2 separate regions of the Mus musculus genome follow, and region 1 is linked to region 2. Evidence: chromatin contacts called from public Hi-C data. All regions are on one chromosome and are shown on one strand. The core of a region is the stretch at or near the end of the contact, and the rest is flanking DNA. Distances in the headings are between cores, read along the strand shown. Region 1 holds the start of Gstp2 (glutathione S-transferase, pi 2). Region 2 overlaps Ppp6r3 (protein phosphatase 6, regulatory subunit 3).

Region 1 (6,828 bases), core at 4,259-6,758, 510 kb after region 2:
CCTCAAACTTGGGGAGCTGCCCATACAGCTGGAGGGAGGAACAAGAACCTTGGTGATGCTGCTGCCTCCCAGTCACAGCCCTCCTAAGGCCCTACCTCTGCCCCCTCCACTACGGGTGTCACTCACACAAGTGGGCTTGAGCAAGCCTTGCATCCAGGTATCTATGGTAACCACCTCCTCCTTCCAGCTCTGGCCCTGGTCAGCCAGCAGCATGCGCATGGCCTCACACCGCCCTGTATGGAGTCAGGGTAAGGATTTGGGGGATAGTGTAAAGGCCCAGCCTCAAAGCAATTTCGAGTACAAGGACTGACTGGCCATGGTGAGGGAAGTAGAGCCTTGCAACCAGGAGGATTAATGATGAATTGCAATTTCTCCATGGCAGATAGGAATGGTGGGCTGCAACCCCTACCCCAGACCTCCCCTTCCTGCAGTCATTAGCTCCTACCTGGACTTGGGAAGTAGACAATGGTGTACGGCGGCACTGGGGGACAGGAGAAGAATGTTAGGTAGAAGAAGGGGAATGATTAGGGTTCAGTGTGGTGCACTTTCCCGCTCCATCTCCCGGGTCCCTTTTCTGATTTGTTCCCCACACCCCGTCCCAGGCTCCTGGTGCAAAATGCCCGGTGCAGAGAGCTCAGTCCAGAGCGAGCCCTGGCCCCGACAGCTGCAAGCTGGTAGTTCGGGGAAGCTTCAGGGCGTGGACTCACTGGCTGCTGTGCAGAGAGAAGTGGGGATCAAGTGCTGAATAGTCAGAGAGGTGTCTCAGGGATGGAAGCAAACACAGGCCCCAGGACAGCCAGCCTTATAAGGGGCATTGCGCTCCGCCCCGGATGCCGCCCCGGATGCTGACTCAACACGTTGGAGAGAATAGCCGGTATTGGATCTCTGCAGCTCCCGCCTCCTGCCCGAGACACTAGCATGTGACCCGAGTCGGCCACAGTGCTGGGTTCATTTTTGAGTCCTGCTCCGAGAAGGGTGTGTCCAGCTCCCTTCCACTTTGTGCTGGAGCTGGACAGCTTTCTGCAGCATGTGCAACTCTGTCAGCCTTCTGCCTATCCCCATCTACCAACCTCTCTAGTAGATTCCGTTAGTGGCCATCCTTAACTCACCAACTTCTTTCTCCTGCCCAAAGAGCTTCGTTTGCTCCTTTGACCTTCGCTAGGAATAGCCAGAAAACTGCGCTTTTGTGTTCTTTATGTCAGAGATCTGAGGAGCTTCAAAAAGCGAAGAAAAATCAAGTGAAGAGACAAAGTTGCAGTTGTATGTCAAAAACCTTAGTTGGTGGTTCCTCGCCTTTCTGACATGGACTCTAGTTCTTCAGCCCTTCAAAAATAACAGCTGGAGAGATGGCCCCGATGTTCAAGGCATTTCCAGATCTTACACAGGACCCAAGTTCAGTTCCCAGAACTCAGCCAGGTAGCTCACAACTGGCTTGAACTCTGGAGCCAGATCTGACACTTGGGGCTTACTTGGGGACTGCACTCATTTGCACAAACAGAGACACATAATTTTTAAAAATAAAAAAAATAATAACAAAATAAACACCTGTCCCTAAAGGCTACCACACACAACCTCACTGTTACACACACCCAAGTGTGTGAGCCCACAACTGAGAGGGAGGGAGAGAGAGAGAGAGAGAGAGAACATCATATCACATCACATCACACTCTTCAGTCATGCCCTCTGGTGTTGAGGGGGCAGCTATGTCTTCCCTCAGGCTGGCTAAGGGCTGTTTCTTTCTTCAGTCTCCCCTTCCTTCCTTGCTTCTCCCTTCTCTGTGTCTCCCTGGGTAATGGGGATTTGGACTATTCAAGCAGTTGTAGGTAGCTACACCTGTGTCTCACTCTTTCCTCCCGCAGCCTGCCTGTCCTAGCTGGTGTCTGGTTCTTTTTTTTTTTTTTTTTTTTAAAGATTTATTTATTATATGTAAGTACACTGAAGCTGTCTTCAGACACTCCAGAAGAGGGCGCCAGATCTCGTTACGGATGGTTGTGAGCCACCATGTGGTTGCTGGGATTTGAACTCCTGACCTTCGGAAGAGCAGTCGGGTGCTCTTACCCACTGAGCCATCTCACCAGCCCTGGTGTCTGGTTCTTTTTCTTTATTTTCTTTCTTTCTTTCTTTCTTTCTTTCTTTCTTTCTTGTTCTTTTTTTTCACTTTTTTTCTCTTTTTTATTTTTATTTTTATTTATTTTTTTTTTTTGGTGTCTGGTTCTTGCTGGTCTGTCTCCTCCTCTTTCCCTACTCAGTTACTTCAAAGGAGCAGAAGTCAACTTCTCATTTTGAACTGAAATTCATGCAGAAACATTTTCCACGCCCAACCCTGCCCCTAGCCCCTCCCCAGGCTTTGACTCTGTGCCCTGTGGATCATAAAATACTGACCATTCCCCTTTCCCACAGCACAGTCCTGGCCTTTCTGCCCCTTCTATAGAGCACAGACATGTGTGGGGGCTAAGGGACTACTGGATTCCCAGTCCCTATTGGACCCCAGGCTGAGCCTGCCCTTTCTTATTGTGTTCATCTACTCCCCTCTCAGTTCCTGGCTGTATCTGGGATGCATCTGCATCCGTAGAACCTGGGACAGGTGTATATGCATGCACTGTAGCGTCACATTCTCAACTACTGTCAGCTCCCTCAGGCCCCAGTTTTCATCACTGAGGTTCTGGGCCTGTTGGGAGCTATTAAGACAACTCTTGATCTCTGAATTGGGCCTCTCCCCCGAGAAGAAAAGGGAGTCAAAAGCGGGCCACCACACACCGATTCTGAGAACAACCACAGAATGTTCCAGCCCTAAGTCATCACAGATGTCCCGACCAAACCCTGATACCACCAAGTTCCTGCTTCCCTGTGTAACTGCCTAAAAAATGTGCAAATTCTATTGCCCCCAGCCCCCCACTGATAAGTACTTCTCCTTTTGCTTGTATTGCCCCACCCCTCCTGCTGATAAGTATCTGTACTTCCCCTTTTGCTTGTGCATTTAAGCCTTGGGCCTTTCTCAATGCAGTGGGGTCTTGATGCAATTCAGAAGGTTTCCTTGTCATTATTCGCACAAGACCCTCGTCTCTCTCTACCCTCCCCCCCAATTTGGTTCTTAGGAGAAGGTCCCCTCAAGACCCTCGAAAAACTGGACCTGCTGGACGGGTCATGGGCCCTTCTTGTGTTCTTGAATTTTTTTTTTCTTGCCTGGTGGAAACTGCTAGCTCCTAACAGTGGGCTCTGTTTAGACTGCATAAGCTGGCCTTAAACTTGTAGCAACTCCTCTGCCTCAGTCTCTTAAGTGCTGGAACTACAGGTATATCACTGAACCTGTTACTCTGCTCTCAAAGATATAAAGGAAGAAGAAAATCTACACTCTAGCCCTCCCCCTCCCCCAACCCATACTTTGGGTTACTGCCTTATTCAGAGTATCTGGCCCAAGAACTAGAGGACTTTATGTAGTTATAAGTACAGATTTTTGACCTGTAATCCCATCACCTGAGAGACAGAGATAAGACTCCTAGTTAGCTAGTCAGACATGCTGGAATTGGTGATCTTGAGTTTATTTGGGATTCTGCCTCAATTAAAAAAAAAAAAAAAAAGGGCAGAGAGCCATTGAGGAGGGTGCCTGGTGTTGAAAGACCCTCGAGGGGAGACCCTCACTCAGACACTCAAGTCCCGGGACAGCCGCGTACCCAAGAAGACACTGAGACCATACATAAAATGTAGAAGGCAAGATTTAATAAAGCAGCGACATGAAAGCACACAGACCAGAGCTCTGGGGTCGAAATAAAGCAGCAACATGAAAGCACACAGAGCTCTGGGGTCGAAACTCATACACCTTTGCACAGGGTAGAGGAGTCTCGACGACCAGCCAAAATTTTTCACAGGCTTATATAGTAAAACTCAAAGGGGGAGAACTGGGCAGGGAAAGTACAAGTTTACATCACTAGGGAGTTCTGCCAAGGGACAAGGGGTTCTGCCAAAGGATTCTACGTAACTAAGGAGTACCTGGTTCATTTTGAGGTTGTTTCAGGAGGCCTTTATCTCAAAAATGTTCTTGGTCGAACTTTAGGGTGAGGAGTTTTGGGGTGAAAAGTTTAGGAGTGTTCCGAGAACAACCTTTAGATGGGAGGGGGTGGGCTCCGAGGTAAAAAGTTCATGTTCTCACAAGAGGCCAGTAATTTTTCATTCTTCAGTGTCAACTTCAGACCTCCACACACAGGTGTGCGCGTGTGAACATGCATTCATATACATGCAAACACACACATGTGCAAAAAGAGAACTGAGCTGGGCTGAGCTGAGTAAGATTATGTATGACTAGAATCCCAGCCCTCTGGAGGCTGAGGCGGGAGGATTGTGACTGCAAAGGAAACCCGACCTGAAGACTGAGGTACTGTCTAAAAATTACTTCCTAAAATCCTGGGGAGGAGGCCAGAGACTCTTCTGTTCCCACCAACGGTATGGAAGGAATCCCTGCATCTTCTCACCTGGAAGGAATCCAATCCCAGGGAGAGATGAACTCCAGTTCCACAGAGTGTGGTTTTCATGCCTGTGACACTCCAAAATACAGGAAACTGCCAGGAGGAAGCAGAAGGTGTGGCCCTGGGCCAGAGGCGGGCCAGCTTCCCTGGGCAAAAGGATGGGATATGTATGTTTGCGAGGGTTTTGTTGCTGAATCATAGTGACTTGACTAGATTGCTACAATTTATCCATTTACCAGCTGGGGCGCAGCTGAGCTCACAGGGATGATGGATTCAGCTGCCCGACGGGATTGCATATTAGTTGGGTAAACAGTAGAGCTCACGCTACGTGTGTAGTAGAGAGACAGCTGAGTCATGCCGGAAGAACACATTTCACTTGCTAAGATGCTGCCAAGGTAGCTGGAATGTTTTCCGCTTCCACCAGCATTGTGGAAGAACTCCTCCAACCTCCCCAGCGCGAAGCAACGAAGCAGCAGCAACAACTGCAGCTTTCTTTCGCCTTGCCATCCAAATGGATGTGGTGCTGCTCAGTGGTAGAGGGCTTGCCTTTTTTTTTTTTTTGCCTGAGGACTGAGCTTTGATTTCCAGCTGGACATTTTGTCGTGTTCTGTCTTGGTTGTGTTAACTTAGTTTCTTGTGTTGAGTTTCTTTTCCTGAGCTTTTTTGCACATGGGTACATTGTCTCTGTTTAAGTACCATTTCCTATCTTCTGCATAGCTGTCTGTGCTGTACCACCTTTAATCTCGGCAGTCAGGAGACAGAGATAGCCGACCTCTGTTTATCTTTTTCCAACAGTCTTCAACAGTCTCCAACAAATGTTTTACTCACCATTTTATTCTACAGTTTAAGTTGTTTTACACACACACACACACACACACACACTCATACAATTGTTCATGGGCCCTGCCAACTCTATCAAAGGCTGACCTCAAACCCTCCACATATTGGAAAATGACCTTGAACTTCTGATCCTCCTACTTCTACCTCCTTAGTGCTGGAGATGCAGGTGTGTCCCACCACACCCAGTTTCTATGGCGCTGGGGGTGGAACTCTGAACTTTGTGCCTGTTAAGCACACATTCTGCAAACTGAGCTACACGCCCAGCCTGATTTATCTGTATTTAAGACACGGTCTTGGGAAAAGTGAAGAACGAAATTCAAGTGAGCGGCAACCTGGAAGAAGGAACTGAGAGAGAGACAAGTCTGAGCCTGCCCTACTTTGATGAATCTGCCGGGTCATCAGTGAGCAGTTACTGGCGCTAACAAAGAACTTCAAGAACGAGGAGAGTCCTAAGGAGGAGACTGGGCCTTGGCTGACAAACTCAAACTGACAAAAGGATAGGATTATCCAGTGTTAGGATTTGGTTCTTCTATAAAAGGCAGGAGATGAAGCTGAAGTGGTTGGCTGAGGCCCACAATTATTGGAAAATATGTAGCTGCCATTTGACACCAAGAGGGACCACCAGGCAGAACCCCAAGGAGCCCTCTCAAAATGACCCTGGACATCCCGAAGCTTTGGAAGCCTCAAAGAGTCTCATGCTCTTCCTGGTACCAAAGCAGAGATGGCATGTCACAGGATTTCTGACTCCTTGAAGTTGGGGCAGGGGTCTGTTGGGTTTTATGTCTCTAGGCAGTACATGAATAATAGAGCTTGCATCCATAGAAACTAAAATGACTACTTTAAAAGAAAAGAAGAAGAAGAAGGAGGAGGAGGAGGAGGAGGAGGAGGAGGAGGAGGCAGGGCCTTGGGACTAACTCAGGTTAGTCTGAGGCTCCTGAGCTGTCGCCATCCTCCTGTCTCAGCGTCCCATGGAGCTAGAACTTTAAGTGTCGTTTACTGCAACCACCAGCTTTTTATATTTTCATCTTTCAGTTTTATATGGTATGTGAATCTGTTATTTACTGTTTCAACGTTGAGAAAATCACTTATTTATTTATTGTGTCATGCAAGGGAGTGTCACATCATGCTTGGTGGCAATGCCTTTATCTGCTGAGCCATCTTGCTAGCCCACTCTTTATTCTATTTTACACTCCTAACTGTCCTTTTTGTGCTTCTGTATTTCCACAATGTGCGTCCTCTGTGTGTACTTGGCTCTGCAGAAGGCTGTTGCAGTTGATGCAACGGGAACTTGTGAGACACTTGCGCCCCCTGGTGGACTTGATCAGTCTATTGTTTTACTTTGCCAAACTAGGATTTATTAAAACTCTGGTTTTAGTTGCCAACCTTAGTGGCTTCAAGGAGCTGAATCCCAGGGAAATGAGATGACAGCCAATCTCTTGTCACCCGCAAGCAGATCCTGAGATGAGAGGCTCTCCTCAAGACCCTTGGGGCAGGAAGGACTTCCAGACTCTAATATGTCAGTCTTAGA
Region 2 (7,519 bases), core at 2,654-5,153:
AAGAAGACTGAGACAAACAGCAGCTGCTCAGTTCACATGACCCAGATTCACACACCTCACTTGAGAGGGATACCTAAGGGGTGCGGTGAGAAAGCAGATCACACAGCTCCATGGGAGGAAATAAGGCAGAGGCTCCAGAGACGCACAGCCTTTCTCTATGCACACAGCATGACAGATAACACGCTAGAGACATGCAGCTCCCAACACAGATGCAACAGGCACACAAGCCAGTGGCCTTCCTCAGCTAGGACAGGAGGCACAAGTGGATATACAGAAGTGGATATATAGAAGTGAGTGTGTGTGTGTATGTATATATATGGCCCCTGGCAGGCAGCAGAAGATATGTAAGCAGCTGCCTGATTTAAATACAATGCTAAGCTAGTTCTGATTGGGAAGTCACTGCAAAAATGGCAACAAGCAACAGAAAACTAGTTCAGAAAAGTCAATAGAGGGAAACCTTAAGATATATATACTGCTTTAGTTTTCAGATTTGGGGGAAATGGTCAAGACAAGCTTTTATTAAAACCCATGTCATTTTATCCTAGTCAGCCGACAAGCACAAGCAGTACCAGAAAATAATATGAAAGGGGAACGGGGCGGGATGGGGGCGGAGGGTGACAGAGAGTTAGCACAGCCATTAAGAGCACTGGCTGCTCTTCCAGAGGACCTGGGTTCATTTCCCAGTACCCACACAGGAGCTCACAACTGTCTTTAACTTCAGTTATAGGGGATCAGAAACCCTCACACAAACATACATAAAGCAAAACAATGTACATGAAATAAAAAATAATTTTTAAAAAGGGGATAGGGGACAAGGAGAGTTTTTCTTTTTTATATTCCCAAAGAGAAAAGAAAGAGGTTAATCCTTGTTTAGGAACAGAAGTTACACCATCAGTAAAATCTTCTCCCAGAGTAGCTGCTTTTCATTTATTTGAAAATCACTAACTTTTTAAAAGCATATTTTTACAGCTTTACTACTTCCCCAGAGTTGTGGGACAAAAGATTCAAGGTCCTCCTGAGTTGCCCAAGACCCTATCAAAAGAACTCAGAGCACACAGTTTGCTATAGATTGTTGCAAAGTGTAGTTACAGCTCTGGATTATAAATCAAGTAGATTTACCCACACCAAGTGAAACTGCCCAAATCATATTCTTAGCCAGGAAATGCATCAAATATAGGATTTAGAGAAAGACTGAGTAGTTACAATAAAGAACAGAGTAGGTTAGCAAATACACCCAATCCAACCCACCACCTGCCAATTAGAAATGGTTTTGACTTTTTGTTTTTGTTTGTTTTTTTCGAGACAGGGTTTCTCTGTGTAGCCCTGGCTGTCCTGGAACTCACTCTGTAGACCAGGCTGGCCTTGACCTCAGAAATCCGCCTGCCTCTGCCTCCCGAGTGCTGGGATTAAAGGCGTGTGCCACCACCACGCCCGGCAGGTTTTGACATTTTTTCATAGTGTCGGGTTTGAGGGAAGGATGGAATTGGAGAACGGAGTGTGTGTGACAGAGATCATCTATGGCCCACAAAACCCAGGCAGAGGATGGCATTCAGCTGCATACACAGGTAGGTACTGGGTAGATGAGAATTCTACTATGCTATGACATTAATCAGAAAACCTACATGTACATTCCCCCAAACCTCACTTACATTTAGCTTTGCTAGTGATCAAAATGGCCCTAAAGCTTATATAAGTAAAAACAAAAGAGGTCTTGACTCTCGAATTTACACATGGTAGGAAGCTACCTGGAGACCCAATCCTTGCCCAGGCTGTTATAATCCACTCGAAATAATATGCCCAGTGTCCAGCAGGGCTATAATGGCCTTCCTACTGGCCTGGCCTTTTTCTAATCTCATAACTGTTTTGAAGTACTTATCTAAAATATAAATTATTTTAAACATAAAATTTAACACAGAGAAAAGGAAATTTTTTAGCATTTATTGTAAAACAATTGATTCTTTCATCACCACACCAGACAGTTCAGAACATGGAAATATGTACTTCCACAGTGAATGGTCTCCAAACTGTGCATGTCACTATCTCAACTCCAAAATGCAGGCACAGTAAACTCTCCTAGCAAGCATCACCTATTTTGCAGCAAGCTGAGTGGACACTGGTAAACTAGTTGGCCTTGGGCTGGTACCCTTTGAAGAAAAGTGAAGCTAGATACAAAATAACAGTTACAAAGTTCAATTACCCTCCCTCAGGTAAAATGCAGTTTTTTGAAAACTGTAACTATTCAGATGGGCAGAGCTCTGTGAATTTGAGGCCAGGTTGATCTACAGATCAAATTTCCAAATACAGGGGACCCTGCCTCAAAAAACAAAAACAAAAACAGGGATGGTAGCCTGAGACTATAATCAGCACTTAGAAAGCCAAGGCCAAAAGACTCTAAGCTTTAGGCTAGCCTGGGCTACACAGCAGGGGATCTTGTCTGAAAGACCAACACAAGCTAAGATTTGTAATAAAACTAGTCAGAATTAACAATAAAAATAAACCAAAAAATATTACAGGTGAGGAAGAAAATAGTTGAGACAGGATCTCATACAGCCCAGAGTAGCCTCCAAACTTACTATGTAGCCGAAGCTGACCTTTAACTGATCCTCAAGCCTCCGCCTGATAGTGTTAGGGTTACATAGGCATACACCATCACGGACCTAACAAAGTGTCTGCAGGACACATGAACATACTTAAAATCCACACTTTAGCTGAGTGACGCTTACTTATGGAACTCTAGGAAAGCTGGCCAGCAAGGGAAGGTATTTGGTGAGAGACCAAGGTACCCTTTTTTACCGACCCTAGGCTTCTTTTACAAATTAAACCAAGAAGTTTGAAAATGTTTTTTTCCCACAAAAGGACTAGATATTTAGAGCAAGCAAGCAAGTCATCAGGGAGTCACCTGACCCCGCAGATGATCTCTGCTGATCTTCTAGTGAAAACTGCCATCTACACAAGAGAGCCAACGGACCCATTTCCATCTCTTGAATAAACCTATTCACCTCAGATCCAGGCTTTAACTACAGATCCATTAAGACTGTTACACCAAGCCAGGCGTGGTAGCGCAAGCCTTTAATCCCAGCACTCGGGAGGAAGAGGCAGGTGGATTTCTGAGTTCAGTGAGAGGCCAGCCTGGTCTACAAAGTAAGTTCCAGGACAGCCAAAGCTATAGAGAAACCCTGTGTGTGGGTGGGGGGGCACACGGGACGGACGGACGGACGACTGTTAGACTAGTTTCATACACTACCAAGGTTGGCTGTGGACGGTAACCTAGGACAGAGCCCTTCATTTCACAGTGTGTCAGTGAAAGAACCTAGTGGGGAAACCCCCACTCAATTCCCGATTCGACGTGCACCCAAGAATCACGAACAGACGACCATCTTGATGTAAAAGCATGAGGTGGCTTAATGACGGAGCTCCGGGCCGACACGTATCTCCCGCAGGAGACAGGTGTTGACCACATGGTGGAGCCATAATGGCAGAGCTCCGGTTCAAATCGTATCTCACACAGGAGACAGTGGTTTCGACCCGTGGCTTGGAAGCTAGGGGTTTTTATAGAAAGGGGTGGGGCTGGGGGAGGAATTGGCACGGTTTTACATGATTGGTCCACTTAAACATCAACAGATTGTCAGAAGGGCAGGAGATAGGGAGGCACTAGGCCAGTCAGGACATGTAACAAGGGGCCTGCCCGGGCATGTCCTGGCCTGTTCTGCTATGTTCTCAGCCCCAGGTTTCAAAGCTCACAAACAACTCTTTGGGCTATTTGACATAAATTACATGAATCACATGTCTCAAGTTTTATTTCCTTTCATCAGCACTGACTGTCTGGGAGACATGGGACATCATCTACAGGAGATGTGAGAACCAAGGTCCTGCTCACACAACATCAGCCCATCCAAGGAACTTAAGCATGATTGACTGACAATCAGGTGCTTCCACCAAGTATCAAGAGTATCCTATCCTCTGTGTGGGCTAGTTTTATGTCAACTTGATACATAAAGTAGAGTTATCTGAAAGGAAGGAAACCTCCATAAGATCTGGCTGTAAGGCATTATCTGAATTAGTGGCTGATGGTTGGTTCCATCCCTGGGCTGGCAGTCTCGGGTTCTAAAAGAAAGCAGGCCAGTAAGCAGAACACTCCATGGCCATCAGATCCTACCTTCAGATTCCTGTCCTATTTGAGTTCTTGTCCTGACTTCCTTCCTTTGATTATCAACAGCAATACAAAGTTAAACAAACCCTTTTCTCCCAAAATTGCTTTTTGGTCATTGTGTTTCATCGCAGCAATAGGAATCTCTTCAGTGCCATTAAGTATTCACAGAGACCTGGATTCTATTGCCAGCTGTGGGGCTGCTGGAGCTTGCAGTCCTGAAACCTCATCTCAACACTTTTAAGCCTTAGCAGCTTATCACATTAACTGATTGTGGAAAGTGAGCAGCTGGAATGTACTTCAAAAGAAGCCACCATTTTATCAATACCCCAACAATGCTCCACTTGGAAGCTTAGAGCACTTGCTCTCAAACCTTTATGGGCAAGGAGTCACCTAGAGGTTTTGTAAAATGCAGTCTGATTTCTGACTCAGGAAAGAACAGCTCCGGCATGAGACTCTGTATTATCTACCTGATGCCATAAGTCTGGGATAGTGCCCATCAACTGTTATTCAAAGGGACAACTAAGAATCAATTTAGCCTTTATTTTTATTATCATATTTGAATACAGTAACATAAAAAGCATACTAACGCAAGGGACTGTGTTTACATGGGAGCTACACACCATATGATTGTCCAAAGAGAAGAACAATTACACCAAATGCTAAATTTAAAACACATACTACCAGAAGCTCCAAGTTTCTCTGAAAAGAAAACTGCTGCTGATTGCCCTGTGAATGAACTGTGAACTGCAGGAATAACAAGAACCACATCATCTCTCTGAAGAGCTCTGCTTCGGCTGAGCACTTCTTTCTTTCTGCAGGAAGAAGTGGGGTTCGGCCAAACTCTCAGTCCATACCCTGCCCTGTGTGACAGTTATACCCAAGACTGTCTGGACACAAAACAAAAACGTTGTCTCCAAAAACAACTCAAGATGGTGACGAGTTCAAGAAGTTAAGGCAAGCATTAAAGGAAGCCCTGAGCACAGGGTTCTATGAGACTGCACAGCAACATGCCAGCCCAGTCAAATCTGTCTACATCATTTCAGAATGAGCCCCACTGCAGTCCAAGGGGACCACCAGAGCATATCCACCAGGCTTGCAGTAACACTGCTAGAACAACTCCCACTGCAGCGGCTGCAGTCACCTCAACACCTGGAGCACAACAAACAAATTATACAAAAATAGAAACAGCTGCTTCTGCCCAAGTAACACATAGGAAAAGCCTCAAAAAAGAAAACTTTTACCATTGTTTTAAAGAGTGTTATGAAGAGAATATTTTAAAACTCCCATTATACCTACTTTTCGTGTTTTCTAAACCATGGACACACATACTTCCCCAACTCAAACTCATCCCTATGTATCCAAAGTCTCCTTTCACTCCTAGCCTCTGAGTGATACAAACACCATGTAAGCCATATCTAAGTGTAAAGTCTTTAGTAGCCACATCAGAAAGGTTTAAGAGGAGTCTAGGAGGACAGTTCAGTAAGTAAAGTTTGCTTGTTATATAAGCATGGAGATCTGAATTGAATCCATAGAATCCTGTTGAAGTTTGGTCTTTCACCATCTATTGTAATACTAAGTATGGAGACAACCCCCCCCCCCCCCCAAGACCTTGTTGTCCCAGAGAGAGTATGAACATACACCTTGGTCTAAAGTTACTTCTGATTGGTAAATAAAGATGCCAAGAGCCAATAGCTGGGCAGAAGAGACACAGGTGGGGTTTAGGTTTCATGGGCTTGGGAGTTGGAGGGGACCACGAGGAAGGAGAAGGTGAGAGATGAGAAGGAAGAAGCCTCCACGAGTTAAGAGAGTGTCCAATTATAGTTAAGAGCAGCCCAGATGAAACATATTTAAGTAATAACTCTGGTCTCTATATCTAGCCTAATCACCAAGTATCAGAGCAGCAAGAAATCTTGTCTCAAAACAAGGTGGTTCCTAGGTAATGACACCCCAGACTGTCCTTACACAGCCACACATATACACACACAAAAATAAAAGTGAGGAGCTTGTGGAAATCCAATGTATATGCTACACCTGTATAGCACATGCAAATTGGACTTCTCAATTTGAAGTTTTCAAGAGTCACATGTCACCTACCATACTGTACTGTGCAACAATGAGACCCTGACTCATTTAAGATTGTTGCAGTCACTAACCAAAGATCCTCTTGTAGTACTAAAATAGTCCCTCCAATTGTTCAACAGGCAAAGTTAGTCATTAACAATTTTTCTACATAAAGGCCAATGGAGACAAGGCACAGTAAGACATGCCTGTAATCTTGGCCCTTGGGAGGTAGAGGCACAGGGATTAGCAATGTCAGCTGTAAGACATTAGCTGAGCCATCTTGCCATCTCCAATACAATGCACTCATCTTTTTTTGGGAGGGGTGGTGAGGAGATAGAGAGTCTGGAGACATAGGCCAGGCTGACTTCACACTCCATATTGCCCTGCTTTCATCTCTGGAGTACCCAGATTACAGGAAAGTGGCTAAAAGACACTTTCTTGGAGAAAGCAGAACAAACTCACAGCCTGTTATTGGTTCCTACACAGTTTCTTCAAAGGTGTCAAAAGCAACCAGCTTTGTCATATCCAGGTATCCCAGAACATTGTTGACATCCCTACTTTCCCTTGAGAAAGGAAACAAAGAAATCCATGTAACTTTATTGTTACTGTTAGTTGAGAAAGGATTTCTCTGCTGGCTGTCCTGACTCAATTTATAGACCAGGCTGGCCTTGAACTCACAGAGATCCACCAACCCCTGCCTCCCTAAGGTTGCGATGAACACACCCTGAGCCATATAACTTTTTTTTTAAAGATTTATTTATTTATTATTATATGTAAGTACACTGTAGCTGTCTTCAGACACTCCAGAAGAGGGAGTCAGATCTCGTTATGGATGGTTGTGAGCCACCATGTGGTTGCTGGGATTTGAACTCCTGACCTTTGGAAGAGCAGTCGGGTGTTCTTACCCACTGAGCTATCTCACCAGCCTGCCATATAACTTTTTAAATGCTAATTTACACCACAACAATACTACAGGAGTAATATAAATGGTACTAACTGCTTGAAAAATACAAAACACAAAAAGCCTTAACAGACAAAAAGGAAGTAAAACCTCCAACCTTACTACACAGCAAAGATGCTCTGTGGAAGACTGCCACAGGAGTCCATTATAAAAATAAGCCTCAAGCTGGGTGTGGTTGTGCACGCCTTTAATCCCAGCACTCCGGAGGCAGAGGCAGGCGGATTTCTGAGTTCGAGGCCAGCCTGGTCTACAGAGTGAGTTCCAGGACAGCCAGGGCTACACAGAGAAACCCTGTCTCGAAAAAAAAAAAATGATATACGCTTACGAGCCCACACTCAAGAGGTAGT

What was found. A called contact is a pair of places that touch in the nucleus more often than the background predicts.
Region 1: a contact with region 2 is called in a Hi-C map of embryonic stem cells, with 5 times the contacts expected there. A contact is called at or near these places in 1 of 39 promoter capture datasets (cranial neural crest), 1 of 484 Hi-C or Micro-C datasets (embryonic stem cells) and 1 of 9 other capture datasets (adipose tissue).

The regions. Positions count from the first base shown.
Region 1 is chr19:4,041,458-4,048,285 of GRCm38.p6, forward strand. It overlaps Gstp2 (glutathione S-transferase, pi 2), which reads right to left and starts at 764. Exons shown (of 7, transcript NM_181796.2): 1 at 708-764; 2 at 446-481; 3 at 127-233; 4 at 1-28. The coding sequence starts at 708.
Region 2 is chr19:3,529,903-3,537,421 of GRCm38.p6, forward strand. All of the region lies in intron 2 of Ppp6r3 (protein phosphatase 6, regulatory subunit 3), which reads right to left. Among named protein-coding and RNA genes, the nearest start is that of Ppp6r3, 42 kb to the right of the region's middle.